Linked DNA regions of Bombyx mori: region 1 is linked to region 2. The links are chromatin contacts, called in public Hi-C maps. All regions are on one chromosome and are shown on one strand. The core of a region is the stretch at or near the end of the contact, and the rest is flanking DNA. Distances in the headings are between cores, read along the strand shown. Region 1 holds the start of LOC101737318 (transducin beta-like protein 2). Region 2 overlaps LOC101737318 (transducin beta-like protein 2).

Region 1 (2,875 bases), core at 175-2,674, 77 kb after region 2:
TGAGCTCGGTTGCACTGCATGAGCAACTTTATAACTTGTTATGACTAACAAAACAACAACCGGCAGATCATTTCCAAAATCAATTAAGTATTATTTTTTAATACTTTAATTCATCTTTTAAATCATATTTATTTAATTATGATTATGCAGTGAAAGTTTGTATTTTTAATTTTTTTACATTACATATTATATTTATCTAAGAATACATAAATGTTACCTTTTGTAACAAAAATTAGATTTAGACATATCTGTGTACAATATAAATGTTCATATTTGATTCCTCCATCTGGCATAGTCATAGTCTGCCTTGTCTTGGAAAACAATATTTGCACAGATGGTGACGATATGTTATTGTCCTAACCATAAGTTTCTGTTATTAGGCCTTTATGTGTTACTTATTCATTTCAATTTACATAAATATATATATATTCAGAAGCCCTGTACTAACTGTACTATTTAATTTAATAATTATTTTTCTTTCCAAGCTACAATGTACTTCTTCAGTTCTATTACAGAAGAAATGGCTTTGTGATACTTAACAATAGAGAACAATAAGATGCTAGTACATATTTTATTTTATATATTTTTGTAAAATGTAATCAATAAATTGAACATGAAATTGCATTATATAGTCAAAATTCGTACTTTTCTTATACTTTAGGTTTTCTTTAAAGAAAATTATCGACGACATTTTCTTTAAGCTTTATATGTAAAATAATGGGATCATTAACACATATTTTTTTCTATAATTAATTATATGAGATCTTTAGTTCAATGACTTACAGAGTACAGTTGTTGAGGACGTAAATTCTATGTATGTCAGGTACATTCTCAAGTCAACTTTTCAAGTACAGTTATAGCATCCGCTCGCATAGCACAAAAACCGCATGAGATACATACTAGGTACCTACTGTGTCCGTTGCCGGTAAATAGTTATGCTTTTACGTACATACCTTCAACTTATTTGAATCTGCTAAAAAAATTCGGCGAATTTTCTGGTGTTGTTTTTAAAATAATTAAGAACTATTTAAAAAAATTTAGAAGCTTCTAAAATTTAATTCTAACCCTTACCAGAATTGTTCTCTCTCTCACGTTCCTCCACCGCTTGGTTTTTGTTGCGGAATATAATTTTGTAAATGAAATGCAACAAAACGCAGACTAAAACTGCAGTTGCCGACAAGAGGAACACGTGAATGTTTTGACCGCTTTCAATCTCTCCCATTCTGACTAAATTCTTTCGCGGAAACTAAGAATAGTGCACAAATTAAGATTTACGATAAATTATAATCACGCGGTCACACAAACAATAACTAACCACAGATACTTATATGACTGACTGAACAGAATTGATTGAATGAAGTGAATATATTCAATTAGTCAACCACGATGCGGCGCGGGAACACGTGCCGGTACTTATCTGTCACTGTCAAACTGTCAAGCTTTGTTTTTGTCGTTTTCTACAAGACCTGGTATTTGTGCTTTTAAGCCAAATAAGTTTTAAAATCTCAAGCTTCTTAAATCAGCCAGCTTCTTAATTAGCAATTCAAAAAGCCAAACATGGAGCATAGGCATAGATCAAATTACGAAACTAAAGATTAATGTATTTGAGTATTATAATACTGGTCCGGATTTGATTCACTGTTATAGTCATTATCAAACGTAATAATGTATTTTGATTTCAGACTTTTGTTATTTTGTAGTTTTGTACAACTTCAGCATCAGTAATATCGTAGAGCAAATAGGCGTTTGCCGAAATGCTTAAAATTAAAATAAGTTATTCAATAGTGCATTTCATACTATCACATTGGTGAACAAAAACATTTAGAAATGAAATAAGCTAAATTGCTAAATCTAAAAAATTGCAGAAATCTAGGTAGAGAGTGTACATGTAACTGTGAACACCTACCCTAATGCATTGTGGTCACCCATTATGTGTTTCTAGAAATCATTTTTGGCACACGCTAGCAGATTAGATTTAATTTTCCATAGTGTTTCTTTCTCAAGTGGTCTCACGGATAGTTATTTTAAGTTATATACACGAGTGTATAAGAGTTGTAGACAGGCAGGAAATTTACGAAGGCAATAGTAAGCTCCTGTTAAAAGAATATGGCTCCAAGTAACATTATGTTATGTTGCATACTGTTATTATTGACCAAACTCAAAAGTTGGCTAGGTACCTTTTAACTATGGCTTTATGGATTGAGTCTAAAAAACATTTTCAGTCATAAAAAGAGTATGTTATCTATTTAAAAGAAAAATAGTATTTAATCAGTGGAGTATGTAAGTACATTGCTAAAAGCAATGAGTTTGTTTAACTAAAATCTGACAAGTGTCATGAAATACACTTAATGAGATTGAAATCTGTTGAATAATAATAATACTTATAAACTCAATTTTTCAACAATGTAGAATGAAGTACCAAATTTTAAGTTTTATTGTAAATTAAAATGTCGTCTCGTCGGGGTGGCAGGTATCAATATCTTGACTCTGTAGAAAACTAGAATATGGTTATTTGAAAGGCTTGCTTGTTTTATACATATTTCAAAATTTAACATTAGCGAACAAACAAAAGAAAGACATGCTTGAATAATTTGTTATGTTTGCCTCATTTTATACTTATAACTTCACTTTGAAACTATATACTACAAAATAATCTAAATATCAACTAAAAATTATACTATGGAGATAGTGTTTTACAGCTCTTGTGCAAAAAAGTTGAGTAACTATTAATAGGTTGTTGTTGTTGTTGTAGTCCTAGGGTACCCCGCTGGTAGATAGGGCCCTCGCAAGTTGTCTCCACTTTACCCTGTCTTGCGCTTGCTCCTTGACATCACTCCAGGTCACGTTGGCAGTCCTCATCTCACTCTCTACGGTG
Region 2 (3,178 bases), core at 534-3,033:
CGTAGTGGCTCCAGGTAGTATGGATGAACTCTACTCCGGTGGTGGGCGGTGCGATGGTAAAAGCGAGATGTCGGTATCATCTCGAACAATTCCTCAGAGCACTCCCCATGGAGCACACGGTACAGAATACAGAGGGAACCGAAGTCCCTCCGCAAACCCAGAGGTTCCAAACGATCCGTAAGAATGGGATTATCGACAATCCGAATTGCATGTGACGAAAGAGTTATGTACGAAGAAAACGTACATCAAAAGTGTGTTGCCCGTTTTCTCAAAATTAACAAATTGTATCATATCTCCTTCATTTACTCATGTCTTCAGTTATTACTATTTTTTATATCGTCTTTCCGCGGTATCTTATCTTCTAACATAACCCTCCCACTAATTCCTGTTCTGACTTTCTAACCCAAGTTAACTAGCGACAGGGCGTCATGTGAGTCAAAAAAAAAAGAGTCCTATTTCTGCCATGAAGCAGTAATGCGTTTCGGTTTGAAGGGTGGGGCAGCCGTTGTACTGTAAAAACTTGGGCTTAGAACTGATTCTCAAGGTAGGCGGCGTTATAGACGTGATTGATGTTTATGGGCTCCGGTGACCATTTAACATCAGGTGGGCCGTGAGCTCGTCCATCTGCCTCAGTAATAAAAAGGTTCATTATTCCTAAGGTCCAAGTCATGCTCCGGTCGTAAACCAAATCGAATATTAATAAGAACACACTACTTACCATCTACCACTTAGTGGAATAAGACTTATGCATATTTCTATAGGAAACAGGATTTGATTTCTTAGTGACACTTGACCAAGAAATCTGACTCAAATACATCAAAATACATAACAGTTGTCAAAATTAGATTACCATTTCAAACGGATACTTTTATTTACCACTAATATATGAATCTATAATGACTGAATTAGAAAGATATCATAATTTTTTTGAGATTACTATTATTATTACTTATTGAGCAATGAAAATATTACAATAATATTGTATTAAGACTTCTCTACATTTTACAAAATACAAATGCAATAACCACAAACATATTTTTTTTCATCAAGAGATCGTTCCTAAAAACCGTTCGCAATACTTACCTAAAATTAAATGTACCGTATTATTACAAAATTGAAAAATAATATTTTCAAATTCGAACACCTTTGAAAGGGCATCTACACACGCTCACAATAAGAAACTGCTAATGACATGTCGAACAAAGTGAAAACGAATGTTTTAAATTTTACATCGAATTGTCAAGTAAATAAAGTTATATAAACGAAATGTTTACATAATGTCTGCAAATTATTGTTAATTGGTTTAAACTGTAAGTTCATACTTAACAAAATAAAATTATGACAAAACTAATTACCTACGTTATATTATATAAATGCAATTTTGTGATTATTTCGTTATCGTCTCGAGATATAATAACATAATAATAAAAACTACCTACAAATATAAACATTGGGAAAATACTATCACCGTTCTAATTACTTACAATTGTTACGATTGTAAAATTGTTATTACACATATAATCAGTCCGTAGATAAATTACGATACGGCCTAGGAAATACGATATAAAAAAATACTAATTAGTGCAAAATTAGAGATATCTCTTTACCCTTACTTACCGAATTTCTTTAAGGTCTGCTTGCAATCTTGTATTGTTTTATGAAGACGTTCCACAGTCGCGGAGGTCTGTTTACTTTTGAGAAGTCTTTTGCAACTCTCAATGGTCGTGAAGTATCCGCAAACGTTGTGGAGCACCCTCACGACTCGGTCGCCGCATACGAACAAATACTGGCCGCTTGCGTCAAACTTCATGTAGTTAACTAGACCTGTAATAACAACGGGGACGTTCTTTACGAGTAAGCTTAAATAGGATAGAGATTAGATGATCGTTTTGTATTGAAATTGGACGAGAGAGAGAGAGAGAGAGATAGAGAGCATACTTTATTGCACACCAAAACACAATAAATTTAACATCAGAAAACAGTCGACAAGCAGATAATACATTTGTACAATAGGCGGTCTTATCGCTAAAAGCGATCTCTTCCAGACAACCGTTTAATTACCCGACATTCTGGACAGATAAAGATACAACAGGTATGTTGCGGTGTACTATTAACAACATATTATTAAAGAAAATACATAGGACGAGAGCGATAACAATACAGTTTTCTAAATTAAAAAATGAAAGATGTGGTGTCGTGGGACACCAGGTAGGAACGAGGTTCCTTCGGCTAATGTAGAATCGACACAATTTGCAAAAAAAAAATCGTGCTCAATTTTATGTAGGTTTTCTTGATTTTTCTCTTAAATTTTGCTGATTAGTTTTTATTTACTTAAGTACAGGAAAGTATTTAGGAAATTCAGTATTTTAGGAAATAATAAATTACGTAAAATAGAAAGAGAATGGATGAGAGAACGAAAAGAAAGAGGGAGAAAGAGAAAGGTATTATACACTACTCGCTTGTGTATGCGACTGTCGCGCCTGCGCACGTCTCATTTAACGGTTTCATTCCACGCACTTTTTTCCACGGATTTTTTCTTACGGTTTTACTATCACATTTTTTTCAGTTCGGTCGCGCAGCAAAATCCCTATCCCCTTCAAGCCTGCCGTAAGGAACTTCGTTCCAAAAACGATTTCACTTAAATTCGTCTGCGAATGTTTTATACACTTTTTAAAGACAGATTGTGGAGCTCAAAACTGTTCGTTATAATAAATACTACCTCGGTATTGATGGAAAACAATTTTGGTCTGTTAAGTTAGGTCTTAATTTCAATGTAACATATATAATTAAAGCAACTAGTGGATGCAAAAATTCTTTCCTACCGAAACTTAACCTCTGGTCTTTGAAACTTTGAGCTCACCTATTGGTTCGGTGAATCTAGTATAAACCCTCGAGGTTACAAGAATAGGTAGGAAAAAAAACCCAAAAAGAATGAAGTTAGTTTACATACAAATATTCTACTTATTTCTGCTGGAAATCAGTCATGCGTCATGGTTGGAGCATGCGTTATACTTTACTACTGATACTTCGACTTAATCTCTCCAAGTGGCAACATCATTGACCTAATATTTATATACTCTAGTAACCGCAGAACACCTAGTTTTCTCCTCTGCCCAACCCCAATGACAAACATTGTTACGCTGGCTACATTCACTGGCATTTATAACAAACTAGCTGT

What was found. Hi-C and Micro-C count contacts between places; a contact is called where the count stands out from the background.
Region 1: a Hi-C map of middle silk gland shows a contact between it and region 2, with 2.2 times the contacts expected there. The contact joins the promoter of LOC101737318 here to the enhancer-like site in region 2. A contact is called at or near these places in 3 of 7 Hi-C or Micro-C datasets (middle silk gland and whole pupa).

The regions. Positions count from the first base shown.
Region 1 is chr8:8,693,311-8,696,185 of ASM3026992v2, forward strand. It overlaps LOC101737318 (transducin beta-like protein 2), which reads right to left and starts at 1,425. Exons shown (of 6, transcript XM_004932074.5): 1 at 1,072-1,425. The coding sequence starts at 1,222.
Region 2 is chr8:8,615,823-8,619,000 of ASM3026992v2, forward strand. LOC101737318 (transducin beta-like protein 2) reads right to left here. Exons shown (of 6, transcript XM_004932074.5): 6 at 1-1,824. The coding sequence ends at 1,610. Among protein-coding and RNA genes, the nearest start is that of Mir2807a-3, 21 kb to the right of the region's middle. Within about 2 kb of position 1,784, at least 4 of the 8 cell types and tissues checked have open chromatin away from gene starts, as enhancers often do.